Regions from separate parts of the Mus musculus genome. Here region 1 is linked to region 2. A link is a contact called in public promoter capture Hi-C data. All regions are on one chromosome and are shown on one strand. The core of a region is the stretch at or near the end of the contact, and the rest is flanking DNA. Distances in the headings are between cores, read along the strand shown.

Region 1 (7,033 bases), core at 520-3,019, 200 kb before region 2:
TACTCAGGAAATTGAAATATTATATATTGGCCAGACCTGTATTTTAAATGTCTTTTATTTTTCCCAAATAGTGTTTTTGAAGTAAAGCCAGAGACATACCAATGCCTGACTAACTGGTGGTCTATCAGAGATGTTGCTATGTTGAACTCTGCATTTCCCTCCGTTTGCTTTTTCCTTTTCTCCTGTCTCTTTTCATTCTGTAGATTCAGACCCAGGACATACAAGTGAAAATTGGGGGGAGAGACTTATATCTTCTTACAGGACATACTCAGGTAATTAGATCATCAGGTGTTCCTGTTCAGCCCGTGGGTTCTGTCATGTTTATTTGGGTACTATATTATAAGGAACTTATTTTGAAACCAGTTTATACATATGTTTGCTAAATTAAATGAACCATTATGAATTCACCAACACTTTCAGCTTCTGTTCTGAGTGAGATACCCACCCAGCACATGGTGTCTCTGAACATAGTAGGGTTGTCATAAGCTCCACTTGGGTTTGGTACAGGAGAGTGTGGGAATCCCAGTCATGTAAGAAGCCATGCAAGTGGCTCCTCCCTGCGGCTCTGCGCAGTAGACGCCTCCCTGAGAGTGGGAGCCCAAGCCCTTAGTTTGCCTTGTAAAGTCTTCACAAGTACACTCATTTTCATGAAAAGGGTCTTGTTACTTGTCTAGTAATGTTATTTCTTCTTTGGTATACATATTTAAAAATATTATCCACCAAATTCTTTAGTATTTATTGATTTTGCTTCCTGGGTAGAATTTAACTGTAAGTAGATTAAAATATCAGATAGGTCACCTAGACAAACGCCCCTACTGACGTCCGTGTTAGAGCTTCTATGGTTGATAATAGCTCTAATTGTTTGGGACTCAATCACCTCATTAATAAAGAATAAAACTAATTATTTGGTTTTTTAAAAAAATTATTATTATATGTAAGTACACTGTAGCTGTCTTTAGACACCCCAGAAGAAAGCATCAGATCTCATTACAGATGGTTGTGAGCCACCATGTGGTTGCTGGGATTTGAACTCAGGACCTTCAGAAGAGCAGTCAGTGCTCTTAACCTCTGAGCCATCTCTCCAACCCTAATTATTTGTTTTTGAGATGAGGTCTCACTGAATAACCCTGGTAGCTTAGAACTCCCTGTAGACTCAGCTGACCTCAAACTCACAGAGATCTTCCTGCTTCTGCCTCCTGAGTGCTGGGTTTTAAGGTGTGCACCACTGCACTTGGCAGGACCAGTTTGGCTTATTTTGATTGATCTTTTTTCTTAAAATTAGTCTTTCTAGCTCTGAACTTACTTAAATAAAAATCTAGTATAGTCCCTGGGTATTTCTGCCTAGTTATTAGCATATAATCCTTAGCTATAGAGGTAGAAAATATATATACCTTCTGTTTCTAACATCCGGTTTACTTACCCTGTACATCGTGGGGCTGTCTGGAGTGGTGAACAACTAATCCTTCCTTAACACTGTCATTGAAGGGAGAAGCCAGCAGGTCCTGAGGACATTGTTTGCTGTGGAATTAGTGTCTTTCCAAAAGGAGACTGCTAAGCACTAAGACCAGCCCAAACATGACAAAGTAGCCTGAGGTCACCTGAGCTTGACGGCCCTGCCCCCAGGACTGTAGTGCAAACATTGCGAATGCAGTTGTGTTAATTTGTTCTCTTGCCTCCATTAACTTTGCTGGGAAATATCTTCCCAAGAAAAAACTCTGTCTCTTCTCTGTAATAACACTCTACGCTTACTTACAGGAAATGGCAGTCTTGAGTGTTCTGTTTAATATGACAGGAAGAGGGGGGAAAGCACTAATTTTCTATAATGTAAGATGGGAACGCTCTGTTTCTGAAGCTCCAAATGTTAAAGAGTAAAGGAGAGAAAGATTGATTTAATGTAAAAAGCTATTTCTGTTTTTATTTTGATTAGTATTAGGTAGATGTCTCAGATTTTTTCCTTAATAATCTCTAAAGAGACTAAGTGGAACTTTAGATTTGGGTTAGACAGTGAAAAGTGATTCTTTTTATTAGTGTCCCTGTTTTAAAGTTTTGGCCCATTAGAACAAATGAGCATGTGTTTTAGTTACTAAGACATAGAGGCCAGGCTGGTATTTCACAGGATAGATCCCACATAGTCTTACTGACTGTTTACATTTTACAACATAGGCAGGTGTGCCCACTGTAGGCCCCAGCCCTTGACAGATGGAGGTCATAGGAGTTCAGGCTGGAGCTGCTAGCTGTACAGGGAGCCCTGCTAATCCTGCCACAGAGGGCCTGCTCCAAAACAACAACCAAAACCGCACAAAACTCAAACTTTGAAATATAGCTGTCTAATACTTAACAATTTTAAAAAATAGTCTAATTGTCTCAGATTTTGCTATTTACACGAGCCATTATTGAGTTAACTTTCTTTTCCTAGTTTATGTAAAATGTAAATTCAGAAAGATGATTCTGGTAATTCAGAAAAACAGTTTATGTTGAATGCAAGGGTAAAAATGGTGTGTGTTTGATCCAACTTGTCATTTTCTGAAGTAGTTACATATGTATTCATTTGCTAGTCTGTCTTTTCTATAGCCCAGTGTCTTAGTCAGGGTTTCTATTCCTGCACAAACATCATGACCAAGAAGCAAGTTGGGGAGAAAAGGGTTTATTCGGCTTACACTTCCATACTGCTGTTCATCACCAAGGAAGTCAGCACTGGAACTCAACCAAGTCAGAAAGCAGGAGCTGATGCAGAGGCCATGGAGGGCCATGTTGCTTACTGGCTTGCTTCCCCTGGCTTCCTCAGCCTGCTCTCTTATAGAACTGAGACTACCAGCCCAGAGATGGCACCACCCACAATGGGCCCTTTCCCCCTTGATCACTAATTGAGAAAATGCCTTACAGTTGGATCTCATGGAGGCACTTCCCCAATTTAAACTCCTTTCTCTGTGATAACTCCAGCTGTGTCAAGTTGACACAAAACTAGACAGTACACCCAGGCAGATACACTTTAAAGTATTATTTTTTCTTTTTTTGTGGTGGAAGGAGGTAGCAAGGGTCTCACTGTGTAGCTCTGGCTGGCCTTGAACTCAGAGAAGTCTTCCTGCCTCTGCCTTGGGTGCAGGCCCAGCATGAACTGTCTTTTGACAGTTTGAAAACAGCCTTAGCTACAAAGCCAGGACCTGTGTCAGACCCACAGGAGGGAAGTATGAGTTAGAGTATACTCTTGTGCCAGATTGGACTTCTTCTCGTGGGAACAGTTTCCCAACTTTCTATTAGTGTTTGTAATACTAAATATTTTGATTCTAGTAGAGAAATACATTCACTATATTTAAAAATTGTTAGCCGGGCGTGGTGGCACACGCCTTTAATCCCAGCACTCGGGAGGCAGAGGCAGGTGGATCTCTGAGTTCGAGGCCAGCCTGGTCTACAAAGTGAGTTCCAGGACAGCCAGGGCTATACAGAGAAACCCTGTCTCGAAAAACCAAAAAAAAAAAAAAAAAAAAAAAAAAAAAAAAAAAAAAATTGTTATCAAATGGAAAGCCATTAAGAACAACAGTAGTTGTTCCTTTCCTAACTTTAGGAAACAAAGATCTACAGGGACTTATTACCAGAAAGAGTCTGTATTAAGAAAAAAAAAGTGTTCTCCAACGACATCTTTGGGACTATATAATAATTATATGAAACACTTCATTATTAATGATAGTATAGAGATGATGAAAATGAAAGAAGACAGTGATGATTTTTTTTAAGTAAGTCTTGAAACATTTGGTTTTGTTTGGAAAAATCAGACATTCAAACAATGGGCATGATAGGAGCTCACAGAATAATTTGAATCACTTCTGAGCAACAAAGTTGGAAGTATTACCACCTCATTTTCTGGAGCACTAGGATACCAATTTCTTCTGACTAACTGGAGATGGTACACTGAGCCAATCACTAACTTCTTGTGTCTTTTGATATTGTATTTTAGTTGATTTCTTAAAACTTGTTAGATTTACTTCTATTTAATTTTTGCTAATTTCAAATTTTGCAAATAGTTTTTATAGTTCCTTTTTTGGGTATCTCTAAACCTGAATTTTAAATTCCAGAAATATATATCTAAAGTATAAGCAGACCTTTGATTCACTTATATTGGGTGTCTGAATTAATTCAGGTGAATTCCTAAAAGAAGAAGACAAAGTGTCTTCTACCTGTAGCATCCAGTGCAGACTGAGTTCCCCCAACGCAGATGGCCGTGCGTGCTGAGCTGCTGGGGGCTCGGAACAGCCAAATCTGACTTGGGATGGTTTACTCTTTTAATCTTTGAGAAAGGTTCAGGAGTTTTTGTATCTTTGCAGGGCATGGTTAACGCCAAGCCACACAGAATCTTTAGTTTGTGCATAGTTAGCTTTGATTGGTATTGTTCCATGTTAAGCTGTCCAATCGCTGCAGTGCATTGATGGTGGCTTTTCTTCAGTAATTGTTCTATGTGGTGACTTTAAATGCTCAGCCTCTTGCAAAATTGTGCAAGTCATTGCTAGAATAAGGGGGATAATTATATGGCTCATTGGTATGTAGTATTAGCAGCAATATTAGATATTGTGTGAAAGAGAAGTTTTAAAGATATAATACAGTTGGCTTCTTGTCACCAGATTCAATTGATCATAAACAAGAATACTCAGGGGGAAAAAACCAACAGAATCTTTTTCTTGTCATTATTCCCTAAACAATGTAGTATAGCAACTGTTTCATAAAATTAACATAATATTTTCTGTTATACGTAATTTATACATAATTCAAAAGGATATGGGAGGAGACACATAGGTTGTGTACAAATCTTGAATCCTTTTTCCTGAGAGAATTGAGCAGTTGCAAGTTTTATTACCCATAGGGAGTCCCAGAACAGTCCTTAGAGAGACCAAGGGGGAGCTGTAGCTAGGACTGTTTGAATTGGTAAGGACATTACACTTTAATAAAGTGCATAGTTAAAACTAAAATGTTACTAGTAGTTTTTTTCTGATGGTAGAATCAAGAATATATTTTTCTAGATCTTTCAGAGAAAATACTGCTTACGTAAGTTCAGCATTTTTGTCTGGCTTCCACTAGTAAACACACGTTATCTGTTTGCATACCATCTGTCACAGAGGTTGTCTTGATTACTTACTTTTGTCTTAGATTCTTACGCATTTTATTAATCATTGCAGAAAAAGAAGGTCCAGAGAAGAAGAAAACAAAAAAAGAAGCTGGAACTAAGAAGTCCACCCCAGTTAGCATTCTTTTTGGTTATCCACTTTCTGAACGAAAGCAGATGGCACTCCTAATGCAGATGACAGCAAGGGACAACAGCCCAGGTGATTGACATCCACAGCCATTGAGTTACTGTGTCTTCTCAGCTGGCCTAGGGTCAGGGTAACTTTGTCTTTAACAGTTCTTTTTTACTAGTTTGAAATTGTATCCTTTATTGTATTTAATCAGCACTATTCATAACATCAGTTTTTAATTTTCTCATTGTGTGCGTGACATTTTATTATTGTATCCAACATTGGATTACAAGGTCTGTAAGAGCAAGAATCCTCTGTTTCCTGGGCGGTAAGTAAGTGCTTGTTAAATAAGACCTGTGATTTGAAATTGAAGTATTTGTAAGTGGGATCCTATGTAAATTTCTTTAAAAATAAAATAAATCCTTAACTTTTAAGATAAAATTTAAACATTTTTTAGGAAATTATTTATTTTTATGAGAGTGTGTGTGCGTGTGTGTGTGTGTGTATGCACGCACCTGAGTATGTGTGTGTGCCTGCCACGTTCATACAGGAGCATGTTGAAATTAGAAGAGGTGTTGGAGTCTCTGGACTTGAGTTAGAAACTGTTGGGAGCTGCAGGTGTGGGCTGGGATCTAAACCCAAGTCCTATGCAGGAACAGTTATTGAGCTCTCTCGTACTTCTTTATGAAAAGAAAAGATTCTTTGATTATTTTCACTGTCCTTTTGGGTTTTTAACCTCTGCTGTTTGAGACCTTGTGCTCTTTAATAAAGGTATTTGAACATTTTTTTATCTGTGTGTCTGTATATGCGCATGCATGAGTATATGTGGTCAGATGTCAACTGTGGTCAGATGTGGGACTGGTTCCCTCCTTCTGCCATGTAAGACCTGGGATTGAACTTAGATTGTTAAGTTTCGTGGCAAGCACTGTTAGTCCCTGAGATATCTCATTGTCCCAAAATTGTTGTTTGTCACTAACTTGGTAAAGGCTGGGCAAGTGAAGAGCCTGGTGAAGCACTGCATGGTTCTCTGAAGAGGAAAGCCTCTTCTCATCGGCAGTACCTGTCCCACCATAGCCAACCCTTCCCTGCTAGTGAGTCTCCACCTATACTTCAGGGGTTTCTGGGCAAAACATACAGATAAGCTTTGTCTTGTCTTGTCCTGTTTTCCCTATGTGTGCTAAGTGAGATAGTCAGCATCCTCTGGCTTGTTTTTCTTCTTTTGAGACGGGGTCTCATTAAATTCCCCATGCTGAACTTGAACTTCATGGCCTAGCCAGGTCTTTGACTGGAAATTCTCATGCCTCATCAGTCTGCTGAGTGACTCCTATCACAGGTCTCCACCACCACACCAAGCTCTCCATGTGTCTGTTGTTGTTGTTGTTGTTGCTAGAGCGTCTGTTTGTTTGTTCAGTATGAATGTGATCATACTGTATTAATCCACACGCGGTTCTTTTTTTTTCCACATTTTTTTATTAGATATTTTCTTCATTTACATTTCAAATGCTATCCCGAAAGTTCCCTATACCCTCCCCCCGCCCTGCTCCCCTACCTAACCACTCCCACTTCTTGGCCTTGGCATTCCCCTGTACTGGGGCATATAAAATTTGCTAGACCAAGGGGCCTCTCTTTCCAATGATGGCTGACTAGGCCATCTTCTGCTACATATGCAGCTAGAGACATGAGCTCTGAGGGTACTGGTTAGTTCATATTGTTGTTCTACCTATAGGGTTGCAGACCCCTTCAGCTCTTGGGTACTTTCTCTAGCTCCTCCATTGGGGGCCCTGTGATCCATCCAATAGCTGACTGTGAGC
Region 2 (6,945 bases), core at 2,346-4,845:
TTAAATTCCCATATACAGGCTCCCTCTGCAGAGCAGTAAGGTGCTGCTGCTGTGTCCACGTCCCCCACTGCCCAATTCCAGCCTGGATGCTTGTCCCCTCTAATCTGGAGTTTTGCCACCATTCAATTAGTACGACCCATGAAAAGTTGTTCTAGTTTGACAGAGGAAAGAGGAATAGCTTCATTTGCAGTGAGCTGTAGTTAATTTTTAAAACTGCTTCACGTCTGCTCAGTACCATGTCCTCTGGTGATGTCTTCAGCAAGGTGCAGGCTCCTGCCTCTCTTCAGGTGTGTATGTACTTCAGGCGAAGGGGCCCTGGGTGTCTGGTAGTGTTGGGGCTTGGGCTTCTCAACTGTGAGAAACGGCTTTCAGGGAGGCACAGGAAATACATAGCTTGCATGCTTCACCCCCAGTAAGCAATTTTATCCTGTAGGGCTTCATTTCTCATTGACAAAACAAAAATCCTCATTTCAAAAAGGAAGGTTTATTAGATTTAATCCCTAGTGTAGGGCTTTAAGGCATAGACGTTTCCTGAGGACATAATCTGCATATTGTCATGAAGCGCCAGGGCACAGGCAAGACTGCATCAACAGTTTATTTTGTGTGTTACTGTATGTCTGTTGTATGTCTATTGTAGGTAAGTCTATTACTGTATGTATGGTGTGTGGAGGCCAGAGGCTGACATTGGGTGTCTTTTCTTGATTGTTAATTAGTATTAAATATCTTTTTACATAGTAAATATATCTTATTTTTATGGGATTTCATATATAACATACTTTGATCCTATCACCTCATCCCTCTGTGTGTCTGTCCTTTTGTCGGTTTAAGAAGAGACTGTCAGACAGATGTCTTAGTCCTCTGGCTTAGACTATCCTCTTCCCCCGCTCCTGCTCACCAGCCTTCAGTGTACAAATCGTATTGCAGATATATTGATTGGATCAAACACCTCAGTCCATCTCTGCATATCACCAGCTGTGGCTTTCTGTAATCTCTGCCTGCTGCAAAAAAGAAGCTTTTGACAATCTGTGGTTATGGGGATGAGTTTAGAATGACCCTGGTGAGGGAAGTGGCTGCAGGCCATCTGGGCTCCAGGTCCTCATCAGGCATACGTGGTACCTGGCTGAGTTCATAGAGCTAGGCATGAATTCTCTACTAAGTGGGCCTTAAGTCCAACAAGGCGACTGCTGGCTACCCATAGGATGTACAAGCCATTACTTCAACATGGTCACTAATGTATTACAGCAAGATGGTACTGATAATAGCATTGCTGTGAGCGGCTTGCATGGTTCCATCCTGAGAGCCAGTCCCCAGCGAGAAGGCTTCCAGGTTAAATCCTGTGTTGGAAGTGTGTGGTTGCCTTCAGCAGTAGGGTTTTGTCTTTTTTTTCCTGGACGGCATAAACGACAACAACAAGGCCTGTATCGTTTGGGGATCTCTTGGACTGCCCACTGGCCAGCAACTCTAAAGGAGGCTCCCTGTGCCCAGCACTGAGATGATGTCTGTTAGCTGTTCTGTGTATTTTGGAGGAAGTGTCACTAATTGGCAAAACTTCCACTGAACTACATATGAACTTACATGTTTGTATGTTAACATAGATAATATACATAAGGTTTTCTGACAAAGTCTTTAGCTTAGCTATCCTAAAACTCAGAGATCCACCTGCCTCTGCCTCCTGAGTGCTGAGCGGCAAAGGTGCACACCACAGCTGGCTCTGTAATTTTGAGTCATGGTGCAATGTTGTCTGTAGCGTTTCAGTAGCCTTAGTGTTCGCTACCCCTTCTCCCTCTCCTGCAGGCAGGTCTCTATCCATCTAGTGTTTCCCACAACACCATCCCGTTTCTCTGGTATCTGATTACTCCAGGTATATTTGCATCTGAAGATTCGGAGCTACCATCTACAAATAAGAAAACAAATATTGTGTTTGTTTTCTTTGGGGGGGGCAGGAGCTCAGTATACTACTTTCTAGTTTTGCCCACTTAACCTGCAAGTTTAATGCTTTCATTATTTACAGTGGAATAGTATTCCATTGAGTATATGAACCTTACTATTCCTCCTGTTTCACATTGATTCGTCGGGACTGAGCTTCTAGAATCCTGCTTCCTTGCCCCTCCTCCCCCACCCCTGGGCACACATCCCTGCTGCCTAGCATTTTACATGAACGTGACCCAGGGCCAAGCTGACACTTGCCCAGCCTTTTCCAAATGGCGGCACTTATGGTCACTACAGCTTGAGACGAGAAACTAGTGTCTTTCCAATTACCCTGGGACTGGGGGTTCCAGCATAGTCAGGACAGGTGGATATGGAGGAAGAGATTCTCCCTGGGCTATATATGCTCATCCTCCTGGCTGCTGTCTGGGGCTGTAGGCTGTAGACCGCAGGTAGGTAGATCTCAAAATTCCAGCTCTAAGTAGAGAAAGCATTAAAGAGCGCTGGGGCCATGCTGCCTACTGCCTGCCAAGCAGCCAGACGAGCCAACTTTTGTCTTTGACAAAAGCTGCCAATTTTACAATTGTTGCTCCCCTGGGATAGCTGCTCTATTTGAAGTTCTAGGGGGTTAAGAAAATCTAAAGTGTTGGTATCATGGTTAACTCCCAAAGCTTCAGGAAAAAGGTTATGTACCAAAGAAATGGCCATTCCCTGGGCAACCACGCAAGCAAGCAGGAACTCTAGTTCCGGGGTGGGATAAGGGAGTAGGAGGCAGTCAGCAAAAGGACACAGGCGACAGTCTCTGTTGCCTCTTAAGTCAGAAACTGCAAATACTTGTAAACAAAGGGGAGAGAGACGGGCTGGGGAGAGGTGAGCAAGCTGCCTCTGAAGAATATGGCTTCTCTGCAAGGAACAGAAGTGGGGAGGGGCTAAAGTGTTACTAAAGATCCTACAAGACCACATGGTGACCAGGGAGTTAAAATATTGCAGACCAAATTCTCTTGTGCTCCTCTTAGTTTCTCTGAAAACCATTCCTTGTTCACTGTCACTATCAAAACTCCTCACAATGAATTCTCAGCAAACTATGAGTTTCCGGTAGGACGCACACCAAGCTTGTGGCTAGGGAACCTGAGTCCTGCAGCAGAGGTCAGTGTGTTCTACCCACCCGCCTGGTGTTTCCACCAGGGTAGCTGAAAAATACATCTCGATTTACCACCTTTGTCTACTTACTAGAAAAACGTCACGAAACTTTGCCATGTTGGAATATGGTGTTTGTGGGGAGCTAAGCCTGTTCCGTGACCACTTTCTTCTGGCTCCAGAATAGCCTCTTTTACTCCATTTTGGGGTGAGAAGCTGAGCATTTGCCTACTCAGCAGCCTATAGGCTCCCCAAGGCTAGCTACACAGTATGAAGTAGCTACAAGGCACTTATTACTACTGTGTACTAGTCACAAACTGTCATGGGAATACATTATATCTGTACTTGCTTTTACATCAGGAAAACTACTTCAAGTACTAATTGGTTTGCTGTTGCTTTTGCCTGAGAGACCTGGCTCTGCAGGTTTAATGGCTGTGTTTCTTTTTTTTAGCAGGCTGCCATTCTGGCAGCTCTGGCTGCTTCTGGACAGTCAGCTACTGAGGAACTGACATTAAAAGGTGACACGGTGTGCTGGTTACTTTTGGTCAGCTTGGCACAAGTGAGTCACTAGGAGGAAAGTAGCTTCCATCAGAGATGCCTGTGTGACATTTTCTGGGCAGATGGTCCTGAACTGTACAAGAGAGTGGGCTGAGTAAGCCACGGGGAGCAGGCTAGTCAGCAGTGTCCCTCCTGGGTTCCCTCAGTGATGGACTGGGATAAAGACAAACCCAGTCAGCCAACTCTTTCCTGTGCTAGGTTTTGACAACTGGACAAGATAGCAGCTTTGTCTAGAAAGAGATGTCAGTTAAGGAACTGCCTCCGTCAGACGGGATTTCTTCTTGGAGTAATGATTGCCATGGGAATGCCCAGCCCAGTGTGGGCCTGAGGTATATAAACACGCTGAGCCGGTGAGCTTTGCCCCTCAGGTGTCTGCTTCAGTTCCTGCTCCAGGCTTCTGCCCTGGCCGCCTTCCCTCCATAATGAACTGTAACCTGTCAGCAGAGATGAACCCATTCCTTCCCAGGCTGCTTCTGACCGTGGTATTTATTCTCAGCGTTGGAAAGCAGACTAGAATGGAAGGCGCTTCTGGGGTGGAGCCCTGCTGGGACAGACAGACGGACAAGGCTCCGCTGTTTAGGGGAGAGTTTCAGATGGATTGGGAATGCTGCTCTGCAGAAGCTGTTGAGGCTCATGGCTCAGTGAGCAATTGTGTGGAAAGGTGGGAAATACTGAGAGAAATACCAGCAGTGGGGGCCTACTGTTGTTTGTGTGACATGTTGAATAAAGAATCTTGTTTTGTTCCGCTAGGGCTGAAAAGTGAGCTGTGAGTAACAAGAATGAGTGAAACCTTGGCTTTACTGGGACAATTGATGCTAGTCACTGGGTAGTGAGACCAACACACTGAGTCAAGCTCTGGGAAGGATGTTTACTCAGGGTCAGCACATACAAGGTGTGGTCCAGGGTGGGCAAATCTGCATCTCAGGTTTGGTAGCTGTTTCATGTGGTCCTGGTTTTGAGAGGTGAGAGAGGGTGAGTCAGTTCCAGGGAGCAGCAGGGCCTGGAACCACCTACCTGGATTGCACTCCTGCAGAGGTCAGGGGCCACCCGTGAAGGTGCGCGCTCTCCCACCATGGAAGCTGCAAGGCCGAAGGGGTCGTGGATGGAAGCTAAGGCTTAGCATCCTAAGGCTGGGTCAGTCCTCAAGTGAAGCCAACACCCGCCCTGGCTGCCCTTCCATGGCGCACTGAGTAGGTGGTGTTCATAGCAGCCTGGACTTCAGGCTGCTGCCGCCTGCCAAGAGGAGGGCTGACAGGTGAACACTGAGCTAAAGACAAACGCCTTTCTCCCATCTTATGCTAAGTAATACAGGCCACATACTGCATTTATTTGTAGACATTTAGGAAACAAAGTGGGTGGTGTCTCTCTTTATAGATCCTATTAATAAATTTTATTTGGAGCTTGTACCACAACAGTTCTAACAGCATGATTCAGGCTGCACACCCCAGAGTGGTCACAGGGGTGCAGCACGGGAAGACACAGTTGCACCTCAGAGCTGACCATGATCAAGTTAAAAATACCTGACACAATATTCGTGCTAAGAAATTTCCTTCAGGTCATGACCAGCATGAAAAATATCAGGAGAGATTCTGCAAACATTCTGTAAATGTGTACAGCAATGTGCTGCATTAGGAGTCAAAATCAGATTCTATTTAGTGTTAACATCAAGCCCTTAGGAGAGGAAAAACTCCTTTGTCATTTATACACGCCAAGAACTATTCACACTTAGGGCTGGGCTGGGCAGGGCAGCCAAGGAGCTGAACAGGCTCAGCACCTAGAAGAAATGCTTAGGCTAATACTGAAGGCCTTTCCTGTCCGGTGCACATCCACCTTCTGGCCGTAAGAATGTCATTTATCAGCCGTTAAATAAAACCAGAAGAAAGCAACGCAGGTCTCTGGGAACCTCATCCTTCCCGAAGGGAAAATGCTCTGCCAATTCAAGCCATCAGTCAGGAAGATGAAGGAACGAGTTAAGGCTTTGGTGACAATTATAATCCTCTGAGATTTACTTTCCCTTAAGTCAAGATAAGATAATAGTGTTTACTGTACTTTCTCTTGACTCTTAAAACCACTGGTATTGGGAGTAGGCAACCTGCACCTGCGAATGAGTTGGCAGGAGGAAGGCCCCCACCACAGCTGTCCCGAGTGGTGCAGGCAGTCGAGGCCAGGCTCTTGCGGATGCAGGATGGACACCGTGGGTCAGTAGGTGGAGGAAGCTGTGCTCATTGCATCTTCAGAGAGTTTGGTACTGGAGGGGTGAATGCTTGCAAAGTACTTGACATCACTGTCTCGGTCCATCTGCAGGGCCATGATTGTCTGCTCCACGGCCTCCTGGTGACAGCTGGCAGAGGCTAAGAAGTACTCTGGAAACGATGTGCAGGACACAACATTAGTCTTGGTGTTTGGGAGTTTAGTCAAGTACAGTCAGGTGCAGAAGGCTCGCTGCCTGCACAATAGTTCCCTGAGTAAGCACTGTGCGCGGACTCAGCCATCTGTAAGCTCACCGGTGCAGGGAAAGCAGCACTAACTTAAGAGGGACTGTGAGATTGTTTTGGTGATAGGCAAATCTCTTGACGGTGAATAAGCTCATGCTTATTAAAACAGTTCCAGCTATTTTCAGCTCAGAAAAAGGAAAAGAGCAGATAAACACCAATCACACCCAGACCCCTTTTCTAAGGGGGAAAGCCATTTTACTGTTCTTTTGAAAATGTATATGGGATTGGGGGAAGATCGAGCCAGGCAGTGGTAATGAACACCTTTAATCCCAGCACTCGGGAGGTGAGGCTGGTGGATCTCTGGGTTCTAGGTTAGGGGCCAGCCTTGCCTACAGAGTTAAGGCTACACAGAGAAACCCGGTCTCAAAAAACAAGACAAAACAAGACAAGACAAAAAAGTAAAAATATACAAAAAGCAAGGAAAAAAGCAGTATTGGCTTATTCCTGTACTATGACTTACTCTACATTTCTTCCATATCTTGTCCATGAGCTCACACACTCAACTTCATGTGGCATTTGGAGAAGGCAGTCACAGTACTAAAACCAACAAAACACATACTGCCAGGTGCCTGGCTCCTACTTAGAGAACGAAGGGAAAGACGAGCCTCCTACCTCAGCCACAATGCCCACAGTCAAGTGCAAGCTGCAGGGAGTGTCTTCACGACGGGCACGCCAGCCCTGTGTACATGGAGCCAGAGGCTACCTTGTGTACTTGGCACCCTCGTTTGACCCTGCTGAGGAGCTTGGCTGCTTCCCATTATTTACGTTCTGAAATGTTGTATATGTATGAATGTACTGTGTGTGTATGGAGGCCAGAACTGGCACTCAG

The links. Capture Hi-C pulls out chosen DNA fragments and counts their contacts.
Region 1: a promoter capture Hi-C map of pancreatic islet shows a contact between it and region 2. The contact joins two enhancer-like sites. A contact is called at or near these places in 3 of 9 other capture datasets (adipose tissue, liver and pancreatic islet).

What each region holds. Positions count from the first base shown.
Region 1 is chr17:66,035,772-66,042,804 of GRCm38.p6, reverse strand. It overlaps Ankrd12 (ankyrin repeat domain 12), which reads left to right. Exons shown (of 13, transcript NM_001025572.1): 4 at 204-272; 5 at 5,166-5,312. Among named protein-coding and RNA genes, the nearest start is that of Ankrd12, 38 kb to the left of the region's middle. Within about 2 kb of position 1,769, at least 9 of the 459 cell types and tissues checked have an H3K27ac peak or open chromatin away from gene starts, as enhancers often do. A contact at or near this core is called in pancreatic islet, where this site is marked.
Region 2 is chr17:65,839,896-65,846,840 of GRCm38.p6, reverse strand. It overlaps Ppp4r1 (protein phosphatase 4, regulatory subunit 1), which reads right to left. Exons shown (of 20, transcript NM_001114131.1): 20 at 4,915-5,984. The coding sequence ends at 5,821. Among named protein-coding and RNA genes, the nearest start is that of Ralbp1, 42 kb to the left of the region's middle. Within about 2 kb of position 3,595, at least 11 of the 459 cell types and tissues checked have an H3K27ac peak or open chromatin away from gene starts, as enhancers often do. A contact at or near this core is called in pancreatic islet, where this site is marked.